Regions from separate parts of the Mus musculus genome. Here region 2 is linked to region 1. Evidence: chromatin contacts called from public Hi-C data. All regions are on one chromosome and are shown on one strand. The core of a region is the stretch at or near the end of the contact, and the rest is flanking DNA. Distances in the headings are between cores, read along the strand shown. Region 1 overlaps Kcnma1 (potassium large conductance calcium-activated channel, subfamily M, alpha member 1). Region 2 overlaps Dlg5 (discs large MAGUK scaffold protein 5).

Region 1 (6,403 bases), core at 1,179-3,678:
CCTCAGATGAAACTTTAACTTTTAGAGGGCAACTCAGGAGAGTCCCCAGCCTACAAGAATCCCTCCAAAAAAAGAATAGAGTAAAAGACAGATAGCATGTACATAGCTGGGGTTCTGAAAGTTGGCCCTTATGCTCCTGCTGAGCACAGACTGGCACCCCAACCACCCACCCCCATCTCTGTCTAAACTGACACACAAGGGCAAGTATTTTAGACTGATTCCAGATTAAAGATTGCACTTGATTTTACTAAAATAGATCACTCTTGTCCAGGTTTGTTCAGATTTAAGTCTTCCTTCTGTCTCTTGACAGAAATGGTTTGGAGCCTGAAAGAAATACTGTGGTGAGCTAGGATGTACTAGGATGGAGCTGTAGTCTTTTAGGTGCTGTTATTTCAGGTATTCTTGCTGGGAGCTGTGTTAGTGTGCAATTATTATTGACTACCATTTGGCTAGGTCCCAAAGGTCTCCTTTGTGGAAGATAATGGTACTTTTCATAGATAAGCTAACGGCTGCATAATACAAGGCAAAAAAAAAAAAAGTTGTGAATATTCTTAACCTGAGTTGTCACCGTTCCTATCAACTTGTTTATAGGAGAAAGAAAACCTCTTTCTGCTGCTTTGCTCATTGTCTCTCTCTTTCTCACATACATAGAAACACACACACATACACACACACACACACACACACACACACACACACACACATATGCACATGCATATGCACACATTTAGATGCTAGAGACCCTGGGACCTGGGGTTCAGTCCACTTTTCTTTGAAATGGTCTCTTATGAAATGAGGAGTGAGCTGGGTGTCTATCTATCCCCTGACTCCTCCTCCCCCAGCCAACAGCTTTTTAAAAGAGTGTTCTGGAGATTTAACGTGGCTCTCCCTGCTTGTGAGTCAAACTCTTTCCCCACTGAGCCATCTCCTAGACCTGACTGTTACCTACTCCCGGTGCCTGACCCCTGCATTTTGATTGGTTTCTTTGACCACCTGCTTGGTATGAAGTGAGGGAAAAGAATATATTTAAGATGAAAAAAGAAGTGGCAACAAAAAGGGTCAGAGCCATAACCCAAGAAGAACCTTCTAGATTCATCTCTGTTATATGGGATATGCGTAGCTTTCCAGGGAAATGTACTAGAGTACAGTAGTTGGCTTCCTTATTCCAGGAATCCCAGCAGGAATCCTGACATAGGTATGGTTGTCTGGGGAGCATGGTAAGGATGGCTGTAAAACCAAGAACATGCAGGAAGAAGAAAATCAAATGCCTTGTGTTTGCAAATGTACTTCATTAAGACAACTTTCCTAAGGTCTAGATAGCAAAGGAAAACATGTGCTTCCAGAAAGACATGGGTGGGAAAAGATTCCTGTACGCAGGTTTTGGGGCTCCTTATATTCCAGAATGTGTGTGTGTGTGTGTGTGTGTGTGATCAGTCACATCTGCATGGGAGGGAGAAAAAGGGCAGAGAATGCTGTTCATATGTTTGTGAATGTATTTTAAAATAGCCATCTCTGTTGAAATAGCAACTCAGAAGTGTGAGCGGAGGGGACGTCTTCCTGATGGCTAGCTCTAACAGGCTGATTGGAGAAGTCAGTGGTATCTTTCCCCAAATGCCAGGTGTTCAGCCTGGCCACCATTCATGGCAAAGATCTTGAGCGACCTTGGATTAAAGCCCCAAGGTTCATTTTGTCTGTCATCAGTACTGATTTGTGGGATGCACTGGCGTGGTCTGCCTTGCCTTGGGCAGGGTTCTCTCTGTTTTAATCACACAGCTGGGTGGTGTACTGGGACATCTAGAAGGTACTGAATGAAAGCCATTGAGTGAGCAAGGGAGTGGTAGGATAATCAGAGAGTCCATTTCCTATTCTGTAGGACAGAAATCAGCAAATGTTTCCTGTGACTTCCCAGGTAGTAAATATCTTCAACTCTGAAGACCATCCAATTACCATTACCACTTTTCAACCTTTCACTGTGGCCTGCAATCAGCTCCATCCAATATGGACTTGAATGAGCAGTGTGAAGTATATAATTATATAAAAATGTCCATAGGTGATGTTATACCATATTCAATGAATACGTACAATGACAATTAAAAATATATTCATGAACATTTAAGTTGGAAGTTTGTATAACTCCAAGGTTTAGAAATCATCCATCTGATTTTTAAAATTTATTTAAAAACATGAAGAAGTACATTCTTAGCTCTCATTCTGTGCACAAGCTGGTGATGGCCTGCCTGGATGTGCTCCCATGTCATAGTTCACCTGCCCTTCTGTAGAGGATTATATACATGGTTAGGTTAGAGACTGTATGGAGTGTTAATAAACTCATTCATCCACTCAAGGCTTTATTGAATACTTTTGGTCCCTAGGCACTGGATGTACCAACAGACTTCTGATTAGTCACCAGCCCGAGGAAGAGGTCCTTATCTTTGACAGCTCAGGCCTCAGAAGTATGAGTCACGACATTGTAGCAAATAAGAACCCCTCAGTCTAATGAATGTGCATGAAACACTTTAACAAATTAGCCATTTCTACCCAGTGCCTGCCATATGTTGCCAGCATCTTTCTGGCAGTCCTTATTTACAGACTGGAAAATCGGTGGAGATGGAGTGATTTTCCCATGACCTCTAACTCAGTCTCATGCCTAACAACTTGCTGCTGGTTCTAGCATATTGGATGCTCACTCAAGAGTTCTAGTGGGCTTTCAGATACCTCCCCTTGAAGATCAGGAAGACTTAGGGAAAAAATCTTTTCCCCCTCATTTGGCCCCATTCTTCCCATTCTCTACCTTGATCAAAACCAGCAATGAAAACAATTCCTCTCTCAGGATTATAGTCTGAAAACAGTGAATTTTTTTTGTCTTGTCTATTTCATTTCCTGAAAACAAAAATAGCCTAGGAAACTATTAAATACAACAGAAGCAAGTAAGATTGGAGCATTGGAAAGCTTTGCCTCATGTTTTTCCTGCTTGTCTGCTTTGGGCCTGCCTTACTTAATTCAATAATCTATGCAGCTTGAGCTCTGGCTAGCAATGACTTCCTCTGCCACCAACAATTTTGCAATCCTCCTGAATCCTTTAGGGGATTCCAAGGCAAATGGCCTTAAACAGGAACTTAATTGTCTGAGAGATTTTATTTGCTTATTAGAACAGTTTGGTCCACGGCATTATCTGTATGGGGAATAATTCCCTTAGCTGCATCAATTTTATAGTTTCTAGCTCATTGGATTGCAGTTTTTCCTACATAAAAGGATGCCTGGCATGGAGCCACCCAGAGTGACAATTTTGGGTGCTTTTTATCACGGCACAAAGTAATAACAACGTGAGCAGCACTGGTGTCTCTCAAGAGCTCAAGAAGAAGGCAAAGGGGAAAAGGGCAGGATTTAGAGATGTAATTTGGGATTAATAAATGATTCATCCAAAAGATCAGTATTGATCACAGCTCTATGGTTGTGTGTACTGTGAGATTGTAAGACACAGTTCAGCCAGGAATACCCTGATCTAGTTATGGATATGGGAAATCAAAGCACCACGTCTACAATGGGAATTTAACATCTGGTGAGTGAATATAACAGAGAACTGATAAAGTATTCAATAGAACACTGAAAACCAGACAGGAGAAGTTGTGCATTTAAATGCAGACATATGTTTGCTTTGGCTATAAGCCATATGTTGCTTGTGCAATACATAAAGATATCTATGCATGCACATAATAGAGTCCAGGTTGGTAGAATAGTAACTGGAAGTTGGAATCGTGTACTTGGCTTTTTCTTAGACCATGGAGTGATTGGCACAATGAGATAGTCAATATCAAACCAACCATCTATGAGACTCCAAATGAAGAAATCTTACCTGCCTTGCTCACTATGCTCTGAATGAATAGTCACCAGTAAACCAGGTGGCATTTATCTTTATAGCCCAGACTCTTCCTTTAAAGACCATGATGCAGACATGGGTCATAGAGCAGGCAGACACTGTTTCCCTCAAGTTAGCAGCACTGGTGTCTTTCAATGGAGGGACGAGGGAGGACATGACCAGATAAGGGGCCCGATAATGGGGAAAGGTTCTCAGGTTACCTAGAGCTTCCAATGAGAAGCTTAATCTAGACATTTGTGCTTATGTGTAGGGAGGTAGGTAATAGAGCTGTAGTGTTTCTGCCAAGAGCTATACCTGGTTATATTCAGTGGATGAAAGCATCATGTGGAGAGTAGACAATACTGATAACTAGACTCATAAGTGAGAGCCTGGGGGTCAGCTCCCTTCATGTGTAGTTCCCGGTGAAAGTGAATGCAGTCCTAAATTATCGGTTGTTGAGTCTCCTGCTTGGATCTCTTCGAATTGTTAATTTGAAAGAAGGCTTGGTGCCAAGCTGAAGTGGCCTTGATAACCAATAGAAATCAGGGGTCATTAGGACTGCTTGAGTCTACTTAGGAACATTTATAAAGCACAAAGCATCCACACAGACGCTCCATCTAGAAAATCTTTTAGGAAAACCATTATAGTTTGATTGGCGTTTTGAAGTGGGTGTCATTGTTCCTTTGATTTGGCAAATATGGACAAGGATGTTTTAAGAGGTGATTAGAACAGGAAAGTATACAACTAGTAAATAGCATTACCAAGTCTATCACTGAAGGCCTGATAAACTGGTGACCTTCTTAATATGCCACAAGAGCTAGAAGATAGCCCTGCTCTGCCAGTAAGAACTAAGCATATCTTCTAGCGCTTCTAGTGGAATGAGTTATTATCTGCTTTTTTGGCCACAGGAATTACATATTTTAAGTTGAGGATGTATTAATGTACCTGTGGATGTGGGGACTTCTGGGAGAGGTAGAGTTTAATTGAGCCTTAAAGCATGGGTAAAGAAATGGAGGGGCAAAGGGGGACATGGCAAGATAAGAGAAAAATTATACATGGGAGAAGCACCTCTCTTGGGCTATATAGGAGATTCAGTGAGTATGTAATCCACACTTTTTTGAGTGCCTATAGAGAAGGTAGTTGATAGAACTGCAGTGTTACTTCTATGAACAGGAGTGTATGAGTCTGGGCAGGCCTGTCTGTGAAAATCACTGGAGAAAAATGGAGACAATTTCAGTCATTATCTAAGACTTAATGCAGTATTGAGGATGTAGTAGGGATGTGTCTATTGAATGGTCCAAGATGATCTAAAGTGCAGTATTGGATGAGTGGACAGGTAGGAGAGTTCCACCTACTATGTATCTACAGAAGAGCTTTCAAGTGAGGGATGTAACAGTTTCAGAGAATGGCAGGGCAGGACTAGAGAGCAAGGACAACAGAGACAGCCAGGGTCCTAAGGAAAGGATGAGCAAAGAAAGGCAGTATTTGGCTGGGTGGACACATAGATTCTAGGACTTCTCTTGCTAGAGAAGAACAGGCAGATGGAACCAAATGCTAATGCCTTCCAGTGAACCAAAAGACGTAAAATATGATGAGAAAACAAGAAAATAGGTGCAACATAGGTTGAGGGGAAGCAGAAGGCACAGGAGAATGTTTCCATGTCAGACAGAAAAGGACCATCTGGTCCAAGGTCATCTCTACATTTCCTTAGGCAAGCCCTGGGCAGGAATGATGCAGCTCTGGGAAGCTTTCCAACTTGAAGGCCAACTCAAAGCCCATCCTTCTCAGAAGAAGGCCAAGGAAACATCTATCCAAGACTAGATGCCCAGTTATTTAGAAAGGAAGAGAAATGACCACAATATGCTGCAGAGAAAAGAAGTGATGGAATTCAGAACTGTTGTTTTCCTAAAACAGAAGCCAGAAATGAACTATCTTTTAATAACTGTCTTGGTATTTTATTCTGGGGACTTAGGAAAGGGGGAAAAAGTGTATGAGAATACCTTCAGACCTTGGATGGTTTATGGTAATGTTTGAAATTGCTGGTAAAATTATGACCTTGTAATTTACGGCTGTGTCATATATTCCAGGCCACAGTATAATTTATGTACCCAGCCAGGTCCTTTGAAAATGAATAGGGGGGAGTCTCACATAATACACAGTTTATAATGTTGTGCTGTTCTTAATGTAAAATATCCTTGGCTTAAACATGTTGTTTAATGGGGTTTATTGTTGGTCCAGGGTCATTACTGAAGTTTCTGAAGAATAGGGTGGGGTTTTAAGGAACTCTAATAATGTGGTCATCTTCGCTGGTGGGGCTGCTGTACTCAGAGTACTCAAGCCTCTCTCTTTCCCTGTCTGTATCACCCCAAAAGAAGTATACAAATCCTTCTCTTAGTACAAAAACTGGGCAGCTAGATAAGTTTGGCCTTAACACAGGCTTTAACCTGATCAAAAACTTAACTTCCTTAGGAAACAAAACAACTGTTAGATACTACAAGTGGCTCAAACCAAGCTCCTTGCATCATTTTGACATTGACCCCAGTTAGA
Region 2 (6,468 bases), core at 2,615-5,114, 610 kb before region 1:
TGACCTTTGGTGGCCAGGCTTGTGTGTGTTGTACTTGGTCCTGGTCATGGATACTCCCAGGTCGGGTTGATTAGACTGTGTTTTCAGCAAGTACCAGCCTGGGACCCCAACAAAAGAGAAGGTTAGGCTGCCAGAAGGAGAGGTGGTGGAGGCTATGAGCTGCTGGGCTCCTTGTTCTCACCTTCAGACACTAACCAGGAAGTGGGGAGGCTCCTCCAGAGAGAGCAGGTGATGTGGGATGGCCACAGGCTTGCTCCCCACTGACCTAAAGGTGAGGGTCAGGCTCCCTGGACAAGGCGAGCTTTGTTGCCAGGTTCCTCCCACGCCGTGTAAACCTGAAGAGGAGGCCCTTGCAGGGTAAATGGGGCTGTTTGACTTGCATGTTTGCAGGAGGGATTTGTGGGGCCTTCCCGTCCTGTGTATGACTTATCTCAGAGGAAATGAGGCCACCCCCAGTGAGAAGGGTGGGCCTGGGCCTGGGCCCCTGTCCCCTGAGAGCTGCAGACAGGTGCTTTGTCCTGTGTGTGTGAACTGTGGGGGAGGGGCTGAGGCTGGCCCTTGTTTCATTTCCTTGGTGGGAAATGGGTCATCTTAGACTCTTCTGGGGGTGTAGCAGGCATGCTGAGGAGCTCCTAGGTTTGAAAAGCAAACTCCAGGGGTTTTTGTACCATTCTTCCTTTACTGAAACAGCACACAGTCCTTGGTTAAAAGAAGAACATTCCAAAAGCCAGCGATGAAGTCGCCCCAGACTGGTTTGGTCTTATTTTGCAGAAATGACCAACTTCTACCATGTGCACATGTTCTTGTAACATTTTCCCCTATTTCATGTGTAACACACACATGAAGCCTTCTTTTCTCTCTCAAATTTGCCTTTGGTTCTTTTACTCTGCAGTGAATGTATCATGGGCCACCTTGCACTGTCTGTTGTTTTGAACATCCGGACATCTGCTCTATTTTACTGTTAATTGTATCTGACCTCCATTCTATGCGCTGACTATTTAATTTGTCAGAACTTTTGCCTTACTAAGTCAGTTGACACAGATGCATCGCTCATAGGTCACAGGGCATGTGTGAGAGTCAGAGGACAGCTTTTTTTTTTTTTTAAAGATTTATGTATTTTATGTGAGCACAATGTCACTATCTTCAGACACACCAGAAGAGGGCATCAGATCCCATTACAGATGGTTGTGAGCCACCATGTGGTTGCTGGGAATTGAACTCAGGACCTCTGGAAGAGCAGCCAGTGCTCTTAACCGCTGAGCCATCTCTCCAGCCCCAGAGGGCAGCTTTTGGGAGTTGATTCTCTCCTTCCACTGTGTGGGTTTCTGGGATTGAACTCAAATCAGGCCGTTAGGCTTCACAGCAAACATGTGCCTTTACACACTGAGCCATTTGCTGCCCCTGTATGTATGGTAAACTTTTGATTGTTATAAAATATCCGAGTCCAGTCAACATGTTTTTAAAATCAATTCTACCAGATCATTTGAGTTTCTGTTCTTTCCTCTGTGTCTAGTTTAAAAATGTTCCTTTTTGATCCATGAAAGTTGACTTTTCCCCAAGGTATCCAAGATGTTTTCCTCTTTCACTAATCTAGCTGGGAAGCTGAATATGTGTGGTATGGTATGTATACATACCTCTGTGTATATGTGTGGTATGTATGTGCATTTGTGTGTATACCTGTGTGTGTGTGTCTGTGTGCATGTGTGTATCTGTGTGCATGTGTATGTGTTGTATATGGTGTGGTATGTATCTGTATCTGTGTGTATGTGTGTGTGATGTGGGAGTGTGTGTGATGTGGTATGTATGTGTATTTGTGTGTGCCTGTTTGTGTGTCTTTGTGTGTATGTGTTTATGTATGCATGTGTGTGTGTCTCTGTATATGTGTGTGTGCATATGTATATGTATAGGTATAGGTATATGTGAGTGGGTGAATGTGAGTGTATATCTGTGTGTGTATGTATGTTAGTGTGTGTGGTGTGTGTGTGGTATGTGTGTATCTGTGTGTGTGTTGCTTGGTTTTAATTGTCAACTTGACATAACGTAGAATCATCTGGGAAGGGAGTTTGTTGAGGGATTCTCTGGAATAGCTGGCCTGTGGGTATGTCTGTAGAGGATTGTCTTGATAGTCAGTGTTCTGATGCTGTGAAGAGACATGGTGACCAAGAGAACTATTATAAAGAATAACATTTTTCAGTTATTCTTTTTTTTTTCTTTCCATTTTTTATTAGGTATTTAGCTCATTTACATTTCCAATGCTATACCAAAAGTCCCCCATACCCACCCACCCCCACTCCCCTACCCGCCCACTCCCCCTTTTTGGCCCTGGCGTTCCCCTGTTCTGGGGCATATAAAGTTTGTGTGTCCAATGGGTCTCTCTTTCCAGTGATGGCCGACTAGGCCATCTTTTGATACATATGCAGCTAGAGTCAAGAGCTCCGGGGTACTGGTTAGTTCATAATGTTGATCCACCTATAGGGTTGCAGATCCCTTTAGCTCCTTGGGTACTTTCTCTAGCTCCTCCATTGGGAGCCCTGTGATCCATCCATTAGCTGACTGTGGGCATCCACTTCTGTGTTTGCTAGGCCCCGGCTTTTCAGTTATTCTTAACTGAAACTGAAATAACTGCTTCCAGTTTTAGATGTTTAGTTCATTGTTCTCATGGCAGGCGACATGGCAACATACAGGTAGAAGTGGTGCTATAAAAGATGAGAGTTCTACATCTGGATCCAGATCCACAGACAGCAGGAGGACAATGTGACACTGGGCTTAGCTTGAGCATTTAAAACCTTAAAGCCTTCCCCCAGTGACACACTTCCTCCTATAAGGCCCCACACCTACTCCAACAGGGCCATACCCCCTAATTTCTCTCAAGTAGTGCCACTCCCTAATGACCAAGCATTCAAATATGTTAGCCTGTGGGAGCCATTCCTATTCAAGCATCCACACCTAGCCTGCTCTGGGGTGCGCCAGTCTATGCTGGGTCCTGAACTGAGACTGAAGCAAGATAGCTGAGAACAAGCAACCACAGCCCACGTGTTCTCTGGCCCTCTGCTCTTGGCTATGGATGTGGTCTTTCGTGTTTCTGCATTGACTTCCACTCTATAGTGGGCTGCAGCCTGGGATTGTGAGCCAAATAAACCCATTTCTTTCCTAAATTGCTTTTGGCCAGGGTGGGTTTTTCTTTTTTCTTTATCACAGCAACAGAAAAGTAAGTGTGTGTCTGTGTGCACTTGTGCCCTTCCACTAAGAATATAATCTTCTACTGATGAACAGAAAATGCTCTGGCCTGGCAGATAGCATCTTTTCCAGGTCTCGGGGAGTCACACGACTGCAGCTTTCCCTGGTTTCTATGAGGCTGTTGATGATAAAGTGCAGGCTTGAGTCTGAGCCCGTGTATGAGAACTTGAGAAATGCTCGGAGTCTGGGGGCCTCTTTAAGGTCTGGATGCTGTCCTGTGGGAGCCGATGCCTCCCCAAGGCTGTAGCAAGGCAGAGGCTAGGAGGTACAGGGAGGTGGAGCTGGGATTACCTCTTCACTTGGGGTTTTACACCCAGGGAACCCCACTGTGCCCTGGAGGCAACCATGGTGGAAACAGGGCAGATCTGCCCTCTCTCACCAATCTCTTGGGACCCTACCAACTCACCGCATTGTCCGAGCTGTGCTGAGCAGCATAAAGGACACTTGGGTTGGCATCAGCATTTGCCTAGGCCTGACCTGCCTTACCAGGAATGGAAGCATATCCAGACAGCCTGGGTCGTTCAGCACACTTGGCGCTAAGCTCCTCCGAGTTAGGGTGTTTGGGAAACTGGTTCTCAGTAAAAGGACGAGCTGTAGTGGCACAGAATCCAGAGTTGTCTTGTGGACTGGTGAAGATGGTGCTGCCGCCAAGCTGGCTGCCTTGAGAATGAGGGTTTCTTAATGAAAGCTGGAGAGCCTGTGTTCGTACTGCTGCCCTCTTGTGGGCAACTCGGAGTATGGCAGCTCTGCCTTTGTTTTGAGTTTTACCACCTGAGACAGAGGAGTATTGGAAAGTGAGACTTGCAAAGTTAGTCTCTTGTTGTTGTTGTTGTTGTTGTTGTTGTTGTTTGTTTTGCTTTTTCTAGACATACTTTCTCTGTGTAGCAGCCCTGGCCATAATTCACTTTGCACTACCATACCCAACTATGAAGTCAGTCTTAAATGGAGTATCTGAGGTATTTGTCCAACACAGCAAACCATTGCAGAAGCCAGACCCTCTCTAGACACAGGAACCTGGAGACTTCTGTCGGGGGTGGGGGTGGGAGTGAGGCGGCGGCAGTGTTGGCCTTCTTAGCCATGGCGCTGTCTGAGAATGTCCACATCGTCTGCTCCTGAGTATTTCAGGTGTCCTCAGTCTCCACTAGTCAGTGCTTTGTGGGAGAGGAAGAGGATATGATTCTCTGTCCATCTCAAGTTATGAATAGAAATATATATATTTAAAGGAGTTCAAGGGTTTCAGTGGGGAAAATAAAAAATGCTTTTTTTAAGTCCCAACAAGAGGATATTGTTATGATCTCAAGGTAAGAAGGAGAGGCCTTCTTAGCACAACTTCAGTACACACTGCAAAGGGCATCCTTTTGGGGTTTGCAGAGAGTGAGACACACGCCACATAGGCAGAGGATATGTGATAAACACACCCAGGAAACTAGCTCCTGGAGGGCTGCGCAGCCTGGGTGGACAGTTCTAACCCAGCATAGAATGGAGGAGAAACCAATCCAAACCTAGAAGACAAAGATAGATAATTCATAAACACAGAAAAGATGCCCAGGTTTGCTTGAAGTCAGGAATGGAAACTGAAGGACCAGGGCTGAAGAGATGGCTTAGCCGTTAAGAGCCCTGGCTCAGAGACCAGGGTTCCATTCCCAGGACCCATGTGGTGTTTCCAAGCATCTGTAATTCCAATTCTGGGGGATCCGGCCCCCTCTTCAGGTTTCCACATGTAATCTACGCATGTAGTACATTTAACATATAAGCGAGCAGAATATTCATACATATAAAATAAAAATACATCGTAAAATATTTAAATGAAGAACTACTTATTAGCTAGTGGAACTGATAATACCTTAAAAATATGAGTATTGTACAATAGCTCAGAGGTGAATGGAAACTTCGGTGTCTCATATGACACAGGCTGACTTCTAACTTGCCATGTAGCTGTGGATGACCGTGAACGCCTGACGGTCCTGCTTCTATTTCTCAAGGGCTGGGATTGCAGGCTTTGTGCTGCCAGGATAGGGGCTGCTGCTTTTCTCTCTGCCAGGCTGCTGTTCCTCTCCCCTCCCCCTCCCCCTCCCCCTTTCCCTCCCCCTCCTTCTCTCCCCTCTCCTTCCCCTCCCCCTCCCCCTCTCCCCTGTCCTCCCCTCCTTGCCCGTCCTTCCTCCTCCTAAGGACAATTTTCCTGTCAGAATGGCTCCTAGGTTTTGTGTGTGTGTCAGTGTTTGTCTGAGAGTAAAGTGTTTCCTTAACTCTCACAGTTGAGAGTTTGCTTACCTTCTACTTTGTAAATAAGTTTTGTATTTCACTGTACTAAGATTTCTTTTTGAAAGGAGTAGTTTCTGAAAAGAACAGGAAACAAAGTTAGGGGACATAGCACATGCTGTAATCCAAGAATTCAGTAAGTTGAAACAGGGAGACTGGAATATGTTTAACACCTAGGCTCTAAACAGTATAACAAATAGAGGAAAAATGAAAGACGCAGAGAGGTGGGTGGAGCTGGCTTCTGGCAGCCTTGCAGCCTTGGCTTCTGAAGGGGGTGGGGGTAGGGGACGAGGACACAGAGACAGAGATCAGTGGTCTCTGATTATATTTTCTAAAAAATGTTAAGTTCTTGTTTCTGTGGATATGTGCGTGTGGATGTGTCTGTGGGTGTCCACAGAGGCCAGAGGAGGTGCTGGATCCCCTGTAGCTGGATTTACAGACATCTGTGGTGCTGGGAACTAAACCCAGATCTTCTACAAGAGCCTCGAATGTTCTTAACCTTAGAGCCATCTCTCCAGCCCCCTGATTTTTTTTCAAAGATTTATTTATTTTTATTTTATGTGTATAAGTGTTGTGCCTACAGGGTGTCTGCCTCCCATATGTGGGTAGTGCTTGTGGAGGTGAGAAAAGGGTGTTGGGACTGGAGCTACGGACAGTTATGAATTAGCATGTGCGTGCTGGGAACTGAACCTGGTCCTCTGCCAGAGCAGCAAGTGCTCTTAGTCACAGAGCCATTTCTCCCTCTTAATTCTGACTTTTGAATCACTCCTTCCTTCTGTGTCCTGTCTGTCTCTGGAGGAAATGTCCCACTGTTCAAGGTTGTGACTGTCTGGGCTGCAAAGATGGTGTTGATAACTCAGGGCCCACACGGTGAGCAAGGTTGTTCCTGGGCTGTAGGAGCTGCAGGGGCTAAGCCAGCCTTTCCGGTTTTGTCCTGTTATTTGAGAAATAAGGAAGCAAACCCACAGAGGT

The links. Hi-C and Micro-C count contacts between places; a contact is called where the count stands out from the background.
Region 2: a Hi-C map of the N1E-115 cell line shows a contact between it and region 1, with 4 times the contacts expected there. The contact joins two enhancer-like sites. A contact is called at or near these places in 8 of 484 Hi-C or Micro-C datasets (the N1E-115 cell line, adipose-derived mesenchymal stem cells, cerebellar granule neurons and 4 more) and 1 of 9 other capture datasets (embryonic stem cells).

The regions. Positions count from the first base shown.
Region 1 is chr14:23,569,631-23,576,033 of GRCm38.p6, reverse strand. The region is part of intron 5 of Kcnma1 (potassium large conductance calcium-activated channel, subfamily M, alpha member 1); the gene reads left to right. Among named protein-coding and RNA genes, the nearest start is that of 5430425E15Rik, 63 kb to the right of the region's middle. Within about 2 kb of position 2,428, at least 7 of the 459 cell types and tissues checked have an H3K27ac peak or open chromatin away from gene starts, as enhancers often do. A contact at or near this core is called in the N1E-115 cell line, where this site is marked.
Region 2 is chr14:24,179,622-24,186,089 of GRCm38.p6, reverse strand. The region is part of intron 5 of Dlg5 (discs large MAGUK scaffold protein 5); the gene reads left to right. Among named protein-coding and RNA genes, the nearest start is that of Gm52143, 29 kb to the left of the region's middle. Within about 2 kb of position 3,864, at least 58 of the 459 cell types and tissues checked have an H3K27ac peak or open chromatin away from gene starts, as enhancers often do. A contact at or near this core is called in the N1E-115 cell line, where this site is marked.